2 separate regions of the Ovis aries genome follow, and region 2 is linked to region 1. The links are chromatin contacts, called in public Hi-C maps. All regions are on one chromosome and are shown on one strand. Each heading gives the region's core, a stretch centred on a gene start, on an enhancer-like site or on the middle of the called end of the contact. The rest is flanking DNA. Distances are from core to core; before and after follow the strand shown. Region 1 overlaps CCDC57 (coiled-coil domain containing 57). Region 2 holds the start of DUS1L (dihydrouridine synthase 1 like).

Region 1 (4,771 bases), core at 2,214-4,713:
TATCTGTTCCATTGACAGAGTTTCGATAGGTTTGGCATCTCCGACCAAGGCAGACATGCAGCCTGCCTCCCAAGGCCCCAAGTTCTTGGAAGTCTCCAATTCTGGGTTGAAAGCAGGTCAGCAGTTGGGGTAGCTGTGAAGGGAGGGCAGTTTGCGCCTGCATTCTTCTTCCCTAGTCGGTGGGGGTTCTGCTGGTGGTGCTTTGCAGAAGCACCTGTTCTGGATTCTTTTTCCCAAGGCACAAATATCTGCTCAAGTCTCTTTTTCCCAAGGTCTGTGAGCTTGGGAGGGAGGGGGGCCAGTGTCTGAAAATCTCTCAGTTAGTGGTTCCTCATTAGGAATGAGGAGCAGAGAAGTGGGCAAAAGTGCCTCTAAAAGGACACGTATGCAGCCCTCCAGCAGGACGAGGGAGGTTCTGGGCTCGGGGGTCCAGAACGGGGCCCATGTGAGCTGTTGGGGACCTCCCTGTGTTTCAGGCATGAGGAGCTGGACCATCTGGCCAGGGAAAGGGACGCTGTGCTGATGGCAGCAAAGAGCGCCCATGTGGAGCAGCTACAGGCCGCAGAGGCCAGGGCCCTGGAGCTGCAGGCGCGTTGCGAGAACCTCGAAGTACAGCTCCGCAGGGCCGAGTGGAGGCAGGTGGACGCCACCAAGGAGAAGGACGCCGCCATTGACAAGTGAGCCCGGGCCAAGGGCCTGGCTGCCTAGCTTCCTGTTTCAGATGAAGGGAAGTGGGCACCGGGTGTTGGGAGTCACCGCTGCAGCTCTCCTGTCACTTTTCTTAACCGTTCTCTTTCCTTTTGTTTCATTTGAAAGCGTGTGTGGACGTATGTATGAATGTGTGCGTCTGTTTATTTATGGTAAAACACACACAGCAGGAAATTCACCGCCTTGGCCATTTTTAAGTTCAGTGGCATTAAGCACATTCACGCTGCTGAGCAACTGTCACTCCGTTCGTCTCCAGAACCCTTTTCTTTGTAAAATTATAGCTGTGCCTCTTCAATAATGATTCCCCATCCCCCTCTCCCAGCCCCTGGCACCCACCATCCCACTGCCCATCTCTGTGAATCTGAGTGCCCTAAGGGCCTCACACGAGAGGAATCCTTCAGTGTCTGTCCTTCTCTGACTGACTGATTCCACTCAGCGTGATGGCTTCAGGGTTCATCCACGTTGTTATAGCAGGCATCAGAATGTTCTTCCTCTTTAAGGCTGAGTAACATCACATTGCTTGCATACAGCTACCTTTTGTTTATTATTTCAGCTGTTGATGGCAGTTTGGAGTGTTTCTACCTTTTAGGTGCTGTGACTAGTGCTTCTGTGACTGGGTGAGCAAATACCCGCTCAGGTCTCTTTTCAGTTCTTTTGGATGTGTACCTGGAAGTGGAGACGCTAGATGTAACTTTTTGAGGAACTGTGTTCCACAGTAATTACACCGTTTTCCACAAGGGTTCCAGTTTCTCCATAAACTAGTTTCTTTTTATTTCTTTTTATTTTTTAATTAAAAATTCTTTTTTGACTTCCCTGGTGGTACAGTGGATAAGAATCCGCCTGCCAATACAGGGCACTCAGGTCTGATACCTGGTCCAGGGAGATTTCACATGCCGAGGAGCAACTAAGCCCCCATGCCACAGCTACTGAGCCCTTGCACTAGAACCCTCGAGCCACAACTACTGAGCCTGCCTGCTGCAACTACTGAAGCCCGCGCGCCTGGAGACTGTGCTGCACAACAAGAGAAGCCACTGCAATAAGAAGCCTGTGCGCCGCAACTAGAGGAAACCCAGCACAACCAAAAATTTTAAAAAATTTACTTAAACTATTTATTTGTTTGGCCATGCCATATGGCTTGCAGGATCTTAGTTCCCCAACCAGAGATTGAATCCAGGCCCTTGGCAGTGAAAAAACACAGAGTCCTAACCACCAGACTGCTGGGGAATTCCAAACTAACTTCTTTTCAAACCCAGTTTTCCTTTTGACATCTAAGCCAGGCCGTACACAACCACTCTATCCCGCTGTGTTTGGTGTCTCTGAAGGATCATTGTAACTGAAGCAGTAACTGAACTCAGCCTCTTGGCAGCCAGTAAGGAAGTGATCTTCAGAGAAGCTGTGTTTACGGAAAATGATTAAGACAAATAAGTCATTTGCAAATCCTGCTGTTTAGCAACTGGGTTTTCCCCTTTGTTTGGGAACTATTTCTGTCTCTCTTTTTTACAGAGAATTCTCTACCAAGTTATATTTCTACTGAAGGGGAAAATGGCTTTGAACTATAAAATACCAGGAAGTCAAAGCTTATTAAGGATAGCTTCTTTAGAGTCATGCGTCTTATTGTTTGATCTGTTAAACCTAGGCGGCAATAGCTGGAGGGATGAGGCAGCTCAATCTCAAGGGTGTGTGTCTCCCAGCCACTCCTTGTTTGGTTTGGACAGACTTCTCCCGGGGCCCTTCTCATAGACAGTGACTCAGAGCCCAGGGTCCGGGTGCACAGGCCTTCCTGTGGGGAGGCCTCCTCCTCTGCTCTCTCCTCTTGGCGGGTCCGCCATCATGTTCCTTCCCGCTTCCCCACTGGACAGTCGAGAGGCCGTGACGAGCAGCATCAGTGGGTTCCCAGGAGAAGCCTTAGTGTCTGTATCAGCGTCTTTTCCCACCGAGACGTACTCTTTACAAGTCAGCAACAAAATGGCCCATGTTATGATTTTGTTGCCTCTTTGGGCCTATTTGTGCTGGTTTTCTTGTGACCATTAATTTGTGGATAGCAGAGTAGAGAAATGATGAGCTGAGACCATATTGTGAGAACCTTGTGTGTGTATAACCATGCAGGCATATAACCTATCGAAAGGAATATGGTGGGGCCAGAGGGTACTTTAACCTCCTCATAGTCACAGCTCAGACGCAAAAAGAAGTAGATGAAATTAACTTCAATAACATTTTTTAACCCAGTATGTCCAAAATACCATCTCATTGTGTGCTTGTGTGCTCAAGTCACTTCAGTCGCATCCAGCTCTTTGTGACACTATGGACTATAGCCTGTCAGCTCCTCTGTTCATGGGATTCTCCAGTCAAGAATACTGGACTGGGTTGCCGTGCTCTCCTCCAGGGAATCTTCCAGACCCAGGGACTGAACCCGCATCTCCTGCATTGGTAGGCCAGTTCTTTACCACTGCTCCACATGGGAAAGTAATTGGTTAATCAGCTATACTGCAATACAAAATTAAAAGTTTAAGTTTGAGAAAAAAATAAGTAATCAATTTAAAAATATTAATGAAGATGGATGCCTAAACTTGCCTAAGCAAATTGTTATTGAGGTATTTTGCATTTTTTGATGCTAAATTTTAAAGGCATATCTCAATTCAGACTGGCCACGTGCCTCGGAGCCCTGAATGGCCCTTGGCTCAGTGCTGGGCAGTGCTGGTCCAAATGCTGGACGGAGGCCAGGACTCAACGAGGGCAAGTTCTCCGCTCTCCAGAACACAGGCCTACTTGTGCTGTCTTGGTCTCGGCAAAGTGGAGCGGGAACCAGGATCCCATTCATGGCCACATACAAAGCCCCTGCTGTGTGCAAATCATCTCGTGAGAATTCAATAGAAATTAAGAAGAAATAAAAATATGGCTCTCAAGCTCCAGCAACTTCTCTTATAGTTGTGGAAGCCCAACACATATGGAATCATGAAAGATCAGGTCAGGGACTATAACGGGAAGCTCAGAACAGACATCCTGCTTGATGCATGGGGCCTGGGCAGTCGACTTCCCAGGGCTGTCAGCTGCTTCCCTTTCCTTGGACCTTGGAGCAGAGTTGCGAGTGAGTAGGTAGAGGGGAAGCGGTGCTTTGGAATTCCAGGGCAGGCTAGGCATCTCATGTCCTTTTGTCTTTCAGTGACACACAGAACAGAGAAGGGCCTCTCATTTCCCTCTGTCATGTCAGACACTGGACACTCGAGGCTCTGGGGCTAAGTGTCTGGTGGGACACTGCCAGGGTAAAGCCCGGATTCCATGAGCACCCTGCCCGCCTATACATCCTGCCCCATGTGGTCTTGGCTCTAGGTTGGCTCATGGGGTTGGGGGCAGCTTTGTTACAGGCTCTTGGGCCCCCTGATAGCTCAGTTGGTAAAGAATCCACCTGCAATGCTGGAGACTCCAGTTTGATTTCTGGGTCGGGAAGATCCCATGGAAAAGGGATAGGCTACCCACTCCAGTTTTCTGGGCTGGAGAATTCCATGGACTGTATAGCACATGGGGTTGCAAAGAGTTGGACACGACTGAGTGACTTTCACTTCACCTGGGCCCCCACCTACTACTTTTATCACCCCAACAACTACATGGGACCAGAGCAGGCACTGCCCCAGAGAAGGGGTACTGGGTGGACCGGGAGAGGAACAGCTGCAGCCTCTATTCTGACACCAGCGCTGTGTCTGAGCTGGACGTGTTCTCAAGTTTCCAACGTTTTGTAGCCCCCTGTGTTACTAGGATGAGCTGGTTTATTTTAGGTAAGAGATCAGTATGAATCTGGACATACTAGAAGTAATTTGTTTAAATCATACTAAGAAAAATGACTTTTTCTAATAGCTAAGAATAACACTGGAAATCTCACACTTGACAGGTCTTAATCCTTTAAGAATGTGACACTTTTATTACATACTGTATCTAGGCAGGTTCAAAGAGGGTGCCTTTTCCTAAGTTAGTAATAGAGCTGAAGAATCCTAATGCTTTACCGAGCAGCATGGCTTTCCTCTGGACTGTGGGGTTTTGTACATTTCCCCATACTCATTCCCCTTCTTCA
Region 2 (4,603 bases), core at 1,510-4,009, 110 kb after region 1:
CTGTATGTGTTTATTGATGTTGGTATTTGTTTGTTCAGTTCCCAACCTGGGTGAATTCTATACAGTCTGTTTCCCCTACAGTGTGTGGCCACTGGTATCTCTACTGGATTTTTTTGGTTTTATTGGCCACACTGAGGCATGTAGGATCTTAGTTCCCTGACCAGGAATGGAACCTGTGTCCCTTGCATTGGAAGCACAGAGTCTTAACCACTGGACTGCCAGGTAAGTCCTCTACTAAATTTTTAAAAAATCTTTTTTGTTTTAGGGAATTCCTTGGTGGTTCAGTGGTTAGGATTCTGTACTCTCATGGCAGAGGGCTGAGGTACAATCCCTGGTTGGGGAACTTAGCTCCTACAAGCCATGTGGCAAGGCCAAAAATAAAACCTTTTTTTTATATGCAAGCCTGGTTTCCTAAGACTTATCCCTGGGCCATTATAGTTTAATGGCCAGCCAGTTATTAGTTAGTGATTATGCTTAAGTCTACTGAACTGGTAAGGCCTCACCCTTTGCAGTTAGCAGTTTATTGTTTGGGCCCGCCTTTTTCCTTGCACAAAGCCTCTTTCTTCTTCAGTCAGACAGGTGTATTTAGCTGTGGCCAACTCTGGTCTTTCCTTGCTATACGCACAGCCTAGCAAATCACTATCTTATCAAGACCCATCATGGCTAGCTCATCTACTGAATTTCTTTGTTAAATTTATGGCTGGAATACTGCTTTCTCCAACCAGTATCAGGCAGCCAAGATACAGGTTTCTACCCAGTTGTTTGGGGCTTCCCTGGTTGCTCAGACAGTAAAGAATCTGCCTGCAATGTGGGAAACCCAGGTTCAATCCAATCCTTGGGTCAGTAAAATCTCCTGGAGAAGAGAAAGGTTATCCACTTCAGTATTCTTGCTTGGAGAATCCCATGGACAAAGGAGCCTGGAGGGCTACAGTCCATGGGGTAGAAAAGAGTTGGACTTGACTGAGCAGCTAATACTTTCACCCTGTTGTCTGCTATGTGATTACAATTGTTCTCTGGGGCTTTCCCTAATTTCCCAGTCAAGTCAGCTCTCTCCAGAGTGTGTAGGAACTAGGAGCCCTCAAGGCCTACCAGGCTCTGGTGGAGTTACCAGTGGAAGGGAGGAAATAAAAGTTGTACAATACTGAAATCATAGACTCCCACTGGTCTTCTCATAGATGTGCGGTTCTTTTTTTTAAATAAGTGCTTTTCAAATATGGTACGAAATTTGATCAACTTCCAGAGTCCTGAAATGGTTGCTTTTAACAATTCTGTCCTTTTTTTTTTTTTTTGGTCCAGTTTTATCTTTGCTTTTTTGGGAAGAAATTTGGTGAGCTCCTCAATCTGCTGTGCCACAAATCCCACCCACGTATGTAAATGTAAAATTTCCAGTAGCCACATTTCAAGAAAGTTAAAAAGATAAAATTAATTGCAATAATATATTTAACCTGAAAAAAGAAAAAAAGAAAAAGTGTTAGTCTTAGTCTCTCAGTCCTGTATGACTTTTTATGACCCCATGGGCTGTAGCCCACCAGGCTCCTCTGTCCTTGGAATTCTCCAGGTGAGAACACTGGATTGGGCAGCTTTCCCTTCTCCAGGGAATCCACCCAGGGATCGAACCGGTGTCTCCTGCATTGCAGACACATTCTTTACCATCTGAGCCACCAGGGATTTTGCCATATTAGGCACTCATATGTAACCTAATGCAATATAAAAAATATAATTTCAACATATCATTAATATTTTTTAAATTATCAATTAACTTTTACTTTTTTTCCCCTAAGACTTTGAAACCTGGTGTGTCTTTTTCCTGTTATAGCACGTCTTAATTCAGACCACATTCCAGCACTCAAGATGTGACAGCTGGCTGCCATACTGGACACACAAGGATGGATATTTGATCTTAGGACATAGGGATTTTCAGGTGTGTTAATGATACTGCTCTAAAAATTCCTGTCTTTGGGGGATACTGAGATACTTAAGGATGAAATGATAAAATGAAACTTGGTTCTGCTAAAGGAAAAACTTTCCCTCTTCCCTTTTGGGACTGTTTAGGGGTCCTGCAAATTAAATTGACAAAAGACAGGTGAACAGGAAGAAAGTATATTCACAACCCTCTGGCGGATACAGAAGACAGACACTCAGTAATCAGAGGTAGAGGTTTCTGTACCAAAGGTAATAGGAGAAAGGGAGGGAGAAGGGGGAAACGAGGATCAGTCGGTTTCTTTAGGACAGGGAAGCGAGTATTTAGGAGAATGAGCAGGAGGTAAGGTTGTTATTATATTCGCTAACCCGGTGGCTCTCGCACGTCTTAAGTTTACCATGAAGAATTCTGTGGGTCTGGGAGGCCGAGCGCGGCGCTTTGGGGGCCGCGGGACAGGAATTTCACGCGGTGTTTGCTTTCCGAAATAAAACAGAGATTTTTGGTCCTTCGAAGATCTTTATGAGATTCCGCGTGGGGGCCGAAGAGAGGACTTCAGCCCCGAGCATCTGCTGGGGAGGGCGGGAGCTCGGGTACGGTGGCACCGGGCGATAACCAGCCCCCGCAAGCGAGGGGAGAGTCCCGGCGGCCCCTGTCCGGCCCTACCTCTGCGAAACTGCCCCGCCGCGCCCGGAGGAGTGGACTTCTAGTCTACGACCCCGACTCCGCACACAGCCCCTCCGCCGCGCGGCGGGCCCTTCAGCAGCCGGGCGCGGTTTCCCGGGAATGCGTTTCTCGCAGCACCGCGGGCCGCCCGGAACGGCCTGGCGGAGCACCTCCCGGCGGCCCCAGCGCGGAGCCCTGGGCCCGGCGGCGGCCGGGTGGCGGCCCCAGCGTGGCGGTCTCAAGTCGCGCTGCGAGCCCAGGATCCTCACTCCGCGGTACCCTAGCCGCATCCCCGGAGCTCCCGGTGGGACCCCTAGTGGGCCCCTGGCTATTCCCCCCTGTTCCGAAGGGCCCAGCTGCGTAGAAAGGAGCCGCGACCCGGTTCGGGCGCCCAGGTGGCTCGGCTCCGCCCAGGTAGGTAGGTTCCCTTCAGGTTTGACCCGCGGTTCTCTGGGGCCCCGGGGGTCTTCCTTCGGGTGGAGGTGGAAGGCCCCGCGCTCGGCGCCTCGTGTCCAGGCCTCTGTGGGCATCATCTTGATTTTTACATGTAGCTTCACAGTTCCCGAAAATAAACCCACAGCTGGGCGCTTAGGCAGTTGTTAAGCCGATGACCCTGCTTAATAACTCCCAAAGTAGTACAGGAGGTGGGTGTTCTCTGACAGTGAGCCCCTCGTCACGATCTGTTCCTTTGGGGTTTCGATTGTAAGCCTCAGGCTACCTACCACCTGTTAAGTCACTGTAGGGAACAGTGTCTCTGATAAGGTCGGCCAGGCATGGGTAAGATAAGCCAGAGGGAACGTCCTCGTAGTGCTTTTATACATCTGACACCCAGAGGAGGGCAGAGTGTCCAGGTGACTGCCCTGTGCCCCTTGGTGGGGTCGCCACAGGGTGGTCCTGCCTTGGTGGGGGTCTCCAGGCCTTGTGGGTTGTAGCTGCCTTTTGTGATGGCCTCCCCTGGGCAAAGCACTGACAGGACATCACTCACTGTTCCATTTATTCTTCATGCCAGTCCTGCCAGGCAGACATCTTAATCCCGCTAAGAAGTGAGAGGTTAAAGCGCAGAAAGTTTGAGTAACCTGTCCACGGTCTCCACTGGAAGGCGATGGCAATGAGGCGTCAGTTCCTGTCCTGCATCAGCCGACACCCTTAGCACCCGCATTTGTGACCATCAGGCAGCGCTAGAGCAGCCTTGAGGGGGTCACCTCCTGCACCTGCGCTCCACTGGCTGCGGCTGAGCCCGTGGTCTTGCCCTTCAGTGTGAAGGCAATGCCAAAGCTGGAAGGCTTCGAGTTCTGGAGCCGCACCCTTCGGGGGGCCCGCCACGTGGTGGCCCCCATGGTGGACCAAAGTGAGCTGGCCTGGAGGCTTCTGAGCCGCCGACATGGGGCCCAACTGTGCTACACACCCATGCTGCATGCCCAGGTTTTTGTCCGTGATGCCAACTACCGCAAGGAGAACCTGTACTGCGATGTGTGCCCTGAGGACCGGCCTCTCATTGTACAGGTTAGCGGCCCAGCCTCCAACGCTGGCCGAGAACCCTTTCCTGGGCTTTTCCAGAAAAGGCTTCCCGACTTTCCGAGATCAGAGGGGCAACAGCAGGCTGGTTCTTGCAGAGGTTGACCTCTCCCCAGTAGCTGCCTCAGACTTTTGGCAAATGGATGGCTTGGGTGCCGGGGAAGATTTGCAGGCCCTCCCTCCCGCCCCCTTGACATCACCCCAAGTGCCCCCTCTTTATCAGACAGACAGAACAGCTCTGCTCTTGGCAAAGTCAGTGATCCTGGCTTTCTGCTACATCTGGGAGGACTGTGTGAATCTGTAACTTGCCCTGCTGGTGGTATGGGGGTGCATCCTAGCTTGGTCACGTTGCCTTTTTTTGTGTGTGTGCCACACTGTGTGACATGTGGGATCTTAGTTCCCCAACCGGAGATTTGAACTCGTGTCCCGTGCAGTGGAAGCATGCCATCTTAACCACTGGACCACCAGGGAAGTCTCTAGCTTGGTCATATTGTATACATCTAA

Evidence for each region. Hi-C and Micro-C count contacts between places; a contact is called where the count stands out from the background.
Region 2: a contact with region 1 is called in a Hi-C map of mixed tissues, with 2.4 times the contacts expected there. The contact joins the promoter of DUS1L here to the enhancer-like site in region 1. A contact is called at or near these places in 2 of 16 Hi-C or Micro-C datasets (mixed tissues and tail adipose tissue).

Annotation. Positions count from the first base shown.
Region 1 is chr11:50,194,493-50,199,263 of ARS-UI_Ramb_v3.0, forward strand. CCDC57 (coiled-coil domain containing 57) reads left to right here. Exons shown (of 18, transcript XM_042256231.1): 7 at 477-677. Among named protein-coding and RNA genes, the nearest start is that of CCDC57, 32 kb to the left of the region's middle. Within about 2 kb of position 3,464, at least 16 of the 54 cell types and tissues checked have an H3K27ac peak or open chromatin away from gene starts, as enhancers often do.
Region 2 is chr11:50,309,087-50,313,689 of ARS-UI_Ramb_v3.0, forward strand. DUS1L (dihydrouridine synthase 1 like) reads left to right here and starts at 2,760. Exons shown (of 14, transcript XM_042256235.1): 1 at 2,760-2,998; 2 at 3,594-4,087. The coding sequence starts at 3,851.